Linked DNA regions of Sus scrofa: region 2 is linked to region 1. A link is a contact called in public Hi-C data. All regions are on one chromosome and are shown on one strand. The core of a region is the stretch at or near the end of the contact, and the rest is flanking DNA. Distances in the headings are between cores, read along the strand shown.

Region 1 (4,451 bases), core at 1,393-3,892:
ATTTTAAAAGATTTTACTCCTGGATTTCCCTACATGGTTCAGTGGTTAAAGAACCCGACTAGGATCCATGAGGTTGCGGGTTCAATACCTGGCCTCACTCAGTGGATTAAGGATCTGGCATTGCCGTCAGCTGTGGTATAGGACAGATGTGGCTGTGGTATAGGCCGAAAGCTGTAGCTCCAATTTGACCCCTAGTTTGAAAACTTCCATATGCCATGAGTGTGGCCCTAAGAAGCCAAAAAAAAAAAAAAAAAAAAAAAAAAGATTTTACCCCAGGAAATTTCTAGCAAATACTGTGGGCTAAATTGTGTCCTCTAAAATTCATAAGTTGAGGGCCAGTGTGGTAGTATTTGGAGATGGGAGCTTTGGGAGATAATTAGCTTTGGGTGAAGTCATGAGGGTGGGGCCCTCCAGATGTGATTGGTGCCCTTATAAACCAGAGGGTCTGCTGTGAGCACGCAGGCAGATGGTAGCTATCTGCAAGCCAGGACAAGAACCCCCACCAGAAACTCAACTATGCTGCCATCCTTGTCTCAGAATTCCAGCCTCCAGAATTAAAAGGAGGTAGACATCTGTTGTTTAAGCCCCTCAGCCTGCAGTGGTTTGTTATGGGAGTCCCAACTAAGACAGCAAACAGCTTGGGTCATCTTCCCTAACATAATTCTCTGCAGTGGGAGCTAAAGAAACCTGGGCCTTGCTGAAAATAACTCTATGTTGATTAAATTGGCCTTTGATAATCTGACTTGAAATATGGAACTACAAGTCACAAATCAATGATAGGTACCTTGTCTGCGCTCTTTCTTCTATCACCTTAGATTTTTCCTTTCCTTTCAAATTCTAGGACAGCACATGACTGAATATGTATGTATAGTCACTCACTGATAATGATCTTAAAAGAATAATACTTTCTGTGTCTGGTCTTTCAAAAGATATCAAAAGGAAAATGAGATGTCCCTGTGAAACCACATGGTACTGTGATAGCATTCTGAAGCAGTCTTGTAAATATTAAATTTTAACCAAAAGCACATGTGTATAGTCATAGGTTTAAAAAAAAATCTAAGCAGCATTCTTGAAGAATATAATAATCAAACCTTATTCCTTCCATGTAGTTTCTAAAAGGATTTTTTTTTTCCTGGCAGCACCAGCAGCATGTGGAAGTTCCCGAGCTAGGGACTGAACCCATACCATAGCAGCGACCTGAGCCGCTGCTGTGACAATGTTAGATCCCTCACCCACTGCACCACAAGGGAACTCCATATATGTTTTTATTTAATATCATAAATTTTAGAGATTTCTAGAAGAGGCAGGGAAAACTTTTTTCCTTTGAAATAAACATCAATAATCCTCCTGCAAAAATACAGATATTTGAAGAATATCTGGTAAATGGTCAATGATAGCCAATTTCTAGCTGAATTCTGAGATGAGCTAAAGGAATTAACATATCTTTAAGTCCCTCCAGTGCTTCAGGTACTTATACTAGTTTCTGCCTTACAACAGCCATGCTGGTGGATAGGTTCTAGGATGGAGTAGAAAGGGCCTGGGCTCTGAATTCAGTAGGGTTTTAATGTCAGGTCTGCTCCTTAATAACTCTGGGACCTTAGGCAAATTCCTTTCCATATATGGAAAATGGTATTATGGACTGAATTGTGCCTCCCCAAAAATTCACATGCAGAAGCCCTATGTGTAAATGGGGCCTTTAGAGAGGTCAGTAAGGTTAAGTGAGGTCCTAAGAGCGGGGCCCTAACACCATATGACTGGCATCATCATAAGAGGAGGAGGAGACAGCAGGGCTGCACAGGCACAGAGAGAGGCCACATAAGGACACAGTGAGACATCGGCTGTACACAAGCCAGAGAGAGGCCTCGGGAGAAACCAGACCTTCCAACACCTTGATCTTGGACTTCTAGCCTCCAGAACTGTGAGAAAATAAATTCCCGTTGTTCAAGCCACCCAGTTTGTGGTATCTTGTATTGCATATGGCAGCCGGAGCAGACCAATACAGTGGGTGAAATAATAGCACTCTGTGTGACTTGGTTAGGATTACATGGGGCCAAGGCAGTGCTTGGCTCCTAGGAAGCACTCAATACGTAGAGGCCCTGATTTGTGGCTCAGAAAGAAGAGAAGGAAAATAAAAGAGCGAGAGGAGAATCAGTAATTATTTAAAATCCGTATGCCCAGCACTTTGCCTAAGTACCTACTTTAATCTGGGTAACACTCCTGTGCAAACCATCCCAGTCTCTTGCATGAGAGAACCCAAGCCTGAGAAGTTTCTGTTACTTGTCTGAAGTCACATTGGAAGTGGCAATATCAGGAGTCTGGCTTTAAAAATCTGTATTCTTTCCACTCTGCCTGGCCACCTACTGGGGTAGTTTCCTAGATGCCAAAGGTGATTAATGAAAGAAATGCATTCTAGATGATTTCTGCAGCAGACACACAGCCAGGGGGTGGCTCGTGCTGCAGAAACCCACACATGGATATTCGTGCCCACACCACGCTGAGCCACACAGATGCCTACAGTCAGAGTCCAATAATCTTTTCAAAAAGGACTTTTTTAATCTGCTCAGTTATGGGACCAAGCATTCACTTAACACACGCCATACTCTGTGCCAAAGGCACGAGGCCAACTTGGCCTAAGGAATGGTGAGGGCACGTGTTAGTCATCAGCATGGCCCTTCCTCGCAGTGAAAGAGTTGGAAGTTGGGGAGAACTGTGTGTGTAGACAGATGCCTGGAGCAGGATAAGGTAACCACCCATAGAATGTAAACCTGATTGGCCACGTGGACGACTTCCCACTCGTGAGACACTTTTGTATTCCACGTTAACCAAAGGGAGTGTCGGTCAAGTGAAATGATTGTACTTTGCATATAGTTGCTACTAAATTGTTCTTTCCGATAATTAGCCAGTGGCACTCACCTTCTGTTAAGACGGCTCCCTATTAAGGAAGAAAGACTGTAGTTAATAAAGATGTTTTTCTTCCCTTTTTACCATAGCATGAGAGTTACATTTCAATTTTTAAATTATTGGTTAAGACTATTTTTTAGAGCAGCTTTAGGTTTACAACAAAATTGAGAACTACAGAGACTTCCCATTTACCACCTGCCCGCACATGTATAGCTTTCCCCATCATCAGCATCTTCCATGCGGAATGCCACATATATATTTTTTAAACCAAGGATAAAAGCTGCCTTGACACATCATAATCATCCAAAGTCCATTAGTTTACCTTAGGGTACACTCTTGGTGTTGTACATTCTGTGGATTTGGACAAATGTATGGTGACATATATCTATTGTTCTAATACCATACATAGCATTTTCACTGCCCTAAGAACCCTCTGTGTTCTGAATATTCATCTCTCCTGAAAACTGCCCCAGCAATCACTTATTTTTTGTCTCTAGTTTCTTTCTTCTTCTTCTTCTTTGTTTTTGTTTTGTTTTGTCTTTTTTGGGGCTGCACCTGCAGCATACAGAGGTTCCCAGGCTTGGGGTCAAATCAGAGCTGTAGCTGCCGGCCTACACCACAGCCACAGGAATGCCAGATCCTTAACCCACTGAATGAGGCCAGGGATTGAACCCACAACCTCACGGTTCCTAGTTGGATTCGTTAACCACTGAGCCACACAGGAACTCCCTCACCTTCATTATATTTAAATTTAAAAGAAGAAAGGAGTTCCTGTCGTGGCTCAGTGGAAATGAATCTGAATAGTATCCATGAAGATATGGTTTCCATTCCTGGCCCTGCTCAGTGGGTTAAGGATGCTGCATTGCCATGAGCTGTGGTGTAGGTCGCAGAAGTGCCTTGGATCCCAAGTTGCTGTGGCTGCAGCATAGGCTAGCAGCTGCAGCTCCAATTTGACCCCTAGCCTTGGAACTACGTGTGCCGCGCGTGCAGCCCTAAAAAAGACAAATAAAGAAGAGAAACTAGGAAACACCCCTTCTTATGCTAATTGAAAATGAATTTAGGATTTATAGAAAGGCTATTTCTCAAAATTGGCCATGAGTCACTCAAATGGGGCTTTGTTATATTTGGGTATGTTTGAGATTTTCCATAATAAAAAAGTTTTTTTAAAAACATTATTTCTGGGAGTTCCCATTGTGGCTCAGTGGGTTAAGAACCCAACATAGTCTCTGAGGATGGGAGTTCAATCCCTGACCTTGCTTAGTGGGTTCAGGATCCAACATTGCCGAAGGCTGTGGTATAGGCCAGCAGCAGCAGCTTCAATTTGACCCCTAGCCCAGGAACTTCCATATGCTGCAGGTGTAGCTGTAAAAAGAAAACCAAACCGATCAAAAAAAAAAAATTATTTCTACCCTGATTCTAACATGAATGTCATGGATTCAAACTTTCAAAAAGCTTTTACGACAAGGATAAGATTGCTCATGTATCTCCATTGTGAAATCAAAGGCTGATGCATGATGGATGACTGTTACCAAATAACTTAGGTATTTCTT
Region 2 (4,416 bases), core at 704-3,203, 100 kb before region 1:
TCCTTTGCTAAGAGAATTCCATTCCTGAATTAATTAGGTAGGATCCAGTCTCCACACTATCTAGGATACTTTATATAGTGATACAATTTTTTCAATAAAAATCTCTTTTGGTCTACCTTCCCTGTCATTAACTTTTGTTTTTCCACTTGAAAAAATAGCATGAGAAGTCTTAGTACAAAGAAATAAAAATTCAAAGTAAATAATATTTTAATAAAAAATTATACTCAATTATAAAATCCACTTAACTAACAGGTATTTCCAAATCCATAATAAATTTTCCTGGCTCTTCCAATGTCTACATAACAGTGTGCAGAATTTGCAAGTAGAACTATGTTTTGGGAAACTGAGTTCAAAAAAATTTACCATGGTTATTTTATATCTTTTTATAGGGAAAGACCAGCAGCAATCCCTATAGAAATCAAAAGCATTGATGATACATCAAATTTTGATGACTTCCCTGAATCTGATATTTTACAACCAGGTAAGACAATCTATAACACAATTAACACTATTAAAAGTCTATGAGGGCATCTTTCACTAGTGAAATTCATTTACTTTTGGTTAATTTTTCCATCTTTCTAGTGCCAAACAGCACGGAACCGGACTATAAATCCAAAGACTGGGTTTTTCTCAATTATACCTATAAAAGGTTTGAAGGGTTGACTCAGCGTGGCTCTATCCCCACCTACATGAAAGCTGGGAAGTTATGAATGAAGATCACATTCGCTCACAACCAGGAGAACTCAGGTAGCTGCATCACCAGGCTTGCTTGGCGTAGATAAACAATACACTGAAATACTCCCGAAGACGGTGGTGCTTCTGACTACAGGAGGAAATTCTACAGGATTAGGATTTCTAAGACTACTACAGGAATTGGTTGGCAGTGCCAGCTGGCTTTTTTTTTTTTTTTTTTTAATATTTTATTATTTTTTGTTAACTTTATTATATGAAGGTACTGGAATAAAAAGAAACATACATCCCTTTCTAACTGCACTGCCTACATGCGTATTAAGGTCCATTCTGCCTGTGTGTGCTGTAGCTTTGTACTGTAACACCTCTAATCAATTCAGGAGAAACACATATCATTTCAAGCAACATAGGCTAATCTGTAGGTAACACTGCAGTATTGCTGTTTTACTCCAAGTCTTATGGGTCTAGAGAATCAATAAAAGCCATCTTCCATAGTTGGTATTAGAACACTTGCCCTATTGGTTTGAACATCTACAGAATATATTTAAAGACAATTTCTGTAATGGTTTTAAGAAATTTTAAAAAGGAAATACACTGGTTATTTAAATATAGAGTTTATCATCGTGTTATTACACCAACTCCACAGTAGGGAGTGACAAGTTTCTACCAAGGAGGAAGTTTGACACCTTCACTCAAGCACTCCACTAATATGCTTTACTTTGCATTCAGAAATACTGATGACCTTTATATACGTAGTCTGTATACTCATAGGGAGATGTACTGTATGATATAAAATGTAAATTGCTTTTCTTGTGACAAGAGGACTTCTTTTTTTAACCAGAGGACATGGCATTATTTTCATTTGATTATGGTGAGTTGAATTTAAGAAATGACCATGAAGGCTGCTTGTAGACCTAGTGTATTTTTATTAAACTATTTTTTTAAATGTCAAACTTCTGATCATGTAAATGGACTTGTAGAAAACAAAGAGCTATGTACTTTGGTTTTCTAGAAAGCTGTAACATATCATGGCTGGTTACCTTTTATTTCTTTTGACGAAACTGTTTCCTTTGATAGTTCTTGTATTATTGTGCCATTATTTTCTTATACTCCAAATGTACCAAAGATCCTGAACAGAGTGGATGTCCACAGCTGAGGAGAAGTTTACTGTCCTGCGGAAATGCTGCCTTCAGATCTTCCAGAGAGGTCAGCTCATTCAAGGGCAGCACTGTTCATGTTTAGCTGCATCACTGTGGTTAATGCAAATGGAATTAAGGAAGTAAAAGCAGGCCAGGGAGGCTGTGATTCGAGGGTGGGGGAGATGATGTCCGCATCAAATCCTTTGAGTAGTTTCCTAAGAGTTAAATAGTCTTTGCTAGCTTGACATCTTAATTTTAAAACAACTCTCTGAGGTTTTGGTTTCATCAGTACTAGTGAAGGAGTATCTAAAGAATGTCTTAAGTTTGTCTTAACTGCTCATTGGTTGACTCGAAGGTACAACAGCATAACCATTACAAATGATCTGCCATGAGAATCTAAAGTAATTTATTTGTAGGATGTCCTTAATGGAGAATTGCATAGGATCATTATGCAAATCTGCAAAAGGTTTTATAGATGTTGCTGCTTTTGCTAGAGAGCTCCACAGTGTTTCAATAAGGTCGTCCTGGGTTTTCTTCCGGCCCTGTTCTCCCCTTCGTTCCCTTTCCTTCCTTTTCCTCTGCCTCCCTCCCTCCCTCCCTTGTATTTGTTTGATACTTATTATGTGTTCATTTAAGACTTCATCTCCTTTTTTTTGGTTTGGATCATGTGACTGAGTAAGGAGAGAGAACTATTAAAATTCCAGGGTTTCTCAATTTGGCTAATTCTGGTTTTTCTGATTATAACTGCCTCTAATTTTAAAACAATCTTTTTAACTTCTGCTCTGTTTTATGAGATTTTCTCATCCTCCCCACCCCACCCCCTTTTTTAAAGACTGTTTTGTTAGTGTGATAGTGAATGGGTAAGAGGAAATTATAATATTCTCTGGTTCTAATTTGGTAACTATTCTAGTGTAAACACTTTTTCATTAATTCAAGTTAGAGAGATTGATGTAAAGGAGCTGAATCACCTAAGTTTACCTTTTAATTGAATAAGAGTGGAGCATTTCAGTTTCCATCTTCTTCCTTATTACTACGGAGAACTTGGGAATAGTTATGATTTCTTGGCAATGGAAGGGCAGTTATGGAAAGTTTACTTTGTTTAGAGACTCATTTTTCCCTAGAGTTAATAGAGTGATTCATAATCTTTGGGGTTTCCTCCTCATCAAAAGCATTTCTTAAGTGCCTATCTAAAAGCAATTAAAGACTGTGTCTGCCCTTTGGAAGCTAAGAATTTGATTCATGATGCAAATTAGCTAGATAATTTGCAAAGTACCCTTGAGATTGAATTTTCTCTATTATATACTTCCCATATTTCAGGTGAACCATTTAATTTAAATGACAAAACCCTATCTAATCAACCGAGCGTAATGACGTTTTCTTTAAATTAGACTCTATTTTGAATTAAAGAGTTTTGTTATAAACTGTGTGTGTTTTTGGTTTTTCTAAGTATATAGAAATCTTGTGTAATTCAGATTTATTGATTTCCTGATTTAATGTAGACTTTGATTTTTTTATTAAACAAAACCCTTTGTATTAAAGCAAGTTATGTTATTTTTCTTTTATGCTTTTCTCATTAACATGGCTTTAAATCTTTATAGTTATTGAAGTGTAGTGCTATCTGAAATAGGGAATTTCTTATAAATCAACCTTTTCTGAACGGAATATATACCTGATTTAATAAGCTATTCGTTGAATGGAAAATAACAAGTGTGAAATATTTAAAACTTTCTTTGGTTGCTAAGGCTTAAGATAAGGTTCCATTTATTTCTATAATAGCATACTTTTTCTGTTTTTTAAACATGTGTATATCTTTGTATAAATTTGTAAATCTTAAAATATTTTAAAGTACATTTATTTTTTGTGTTTTATTGTAGAAAACCTTTAGACAATTACTCCATCAGTATCTTGGTAGGAGAAACAGCTATCCATTCATCAGTGATCTCCAAATAAATGAATTGAGATTTTAATCAGTAGAGGGGTCCCTGGCTGTAAACACATTCTCTCCTGGAATTGCTAAGATTCAGAACATTCAGCATAACCATTTTGCTACAACCATGATTATTTCCTCTTGTCTTTATTTAAATTTTATTTTCTATGTAGAAGTGCACTTATTTCTGGAAAACTTTAATGAAACAAACACTTGGAACAAATATAAATATAAGACACTGGGGATTACTAGAAATATTTTAGATTTTTATGAAAAAATGTGAGGAAGATATTACTGCTTTAAAAAGGAATGAATAGTAATAATCTTAAGTTATTTTTTAAAAAGCAATATAAATTATTCAGCAGTTGTCTGGAACAATAATCATCAGGCTGTTGAGTTCTATGTTCAGTTACTGAGTTTCAAAGAAATGTTTTGGTGGCATGAGGCCTTTTGCATTGAAGGAAAGAAAAGAATAAAAACTATGTTTATAATATTTCTCTTGGTGAGGTTTTTTGGTTTTATTTTCCAGTTTTGAGGTAGGTGTTATCCAAAATTCCAGAAAGACCTTTTTGTGAATATATCCAACTTTTACACTTAAAGATCACATGAAGATCAAAATAAATATTTCAGCTTTCTATTGTGTTAGGTTTGAACCATCAA

What was found. A called contact is a pair of places that touch in the nucleus more often than the background predicts.
Region 2: a Hi-C map of embryonic fibroblasts shows a contact between it and region 1, with 1.7 times the contacts expected there. A contact is called at or near these places in 4 of 47 Hi-C or Micro-C datasets (embryonic fibroblasts, retroperitoneal adipose tissue and subcutaneous adipose tissue).

Annotation. Positions count from the first base shown.
Region 1 is chr5:46,387,337-46,391,787 of Sscrofa11.1, reverse strand. All of the region lies in intron 6 of ARNTL2 (aryl hydrocarbon receptor nuclear translocator-like protein 2), which reads left to right. Among named protein-coding and RNA genes, the nearest start is that of ARNTL2, 93 kb to the left of the region's middle.
Region 2 is chr5:46,490,243-46,494,658 of Sscrofa11.1, reverse strand. STK38L (serine/threonine-protein kinase 38-like) reads left to right here. Exons shown (of 15, transcript XM_021092164.1): 14 at 390-481; 15 at 583-3,678. The coding sequence ends at 710. Among named protein-coding and RNA genes, the nearest start is that of ARNTL2, 10 kb to the right of the region's middle.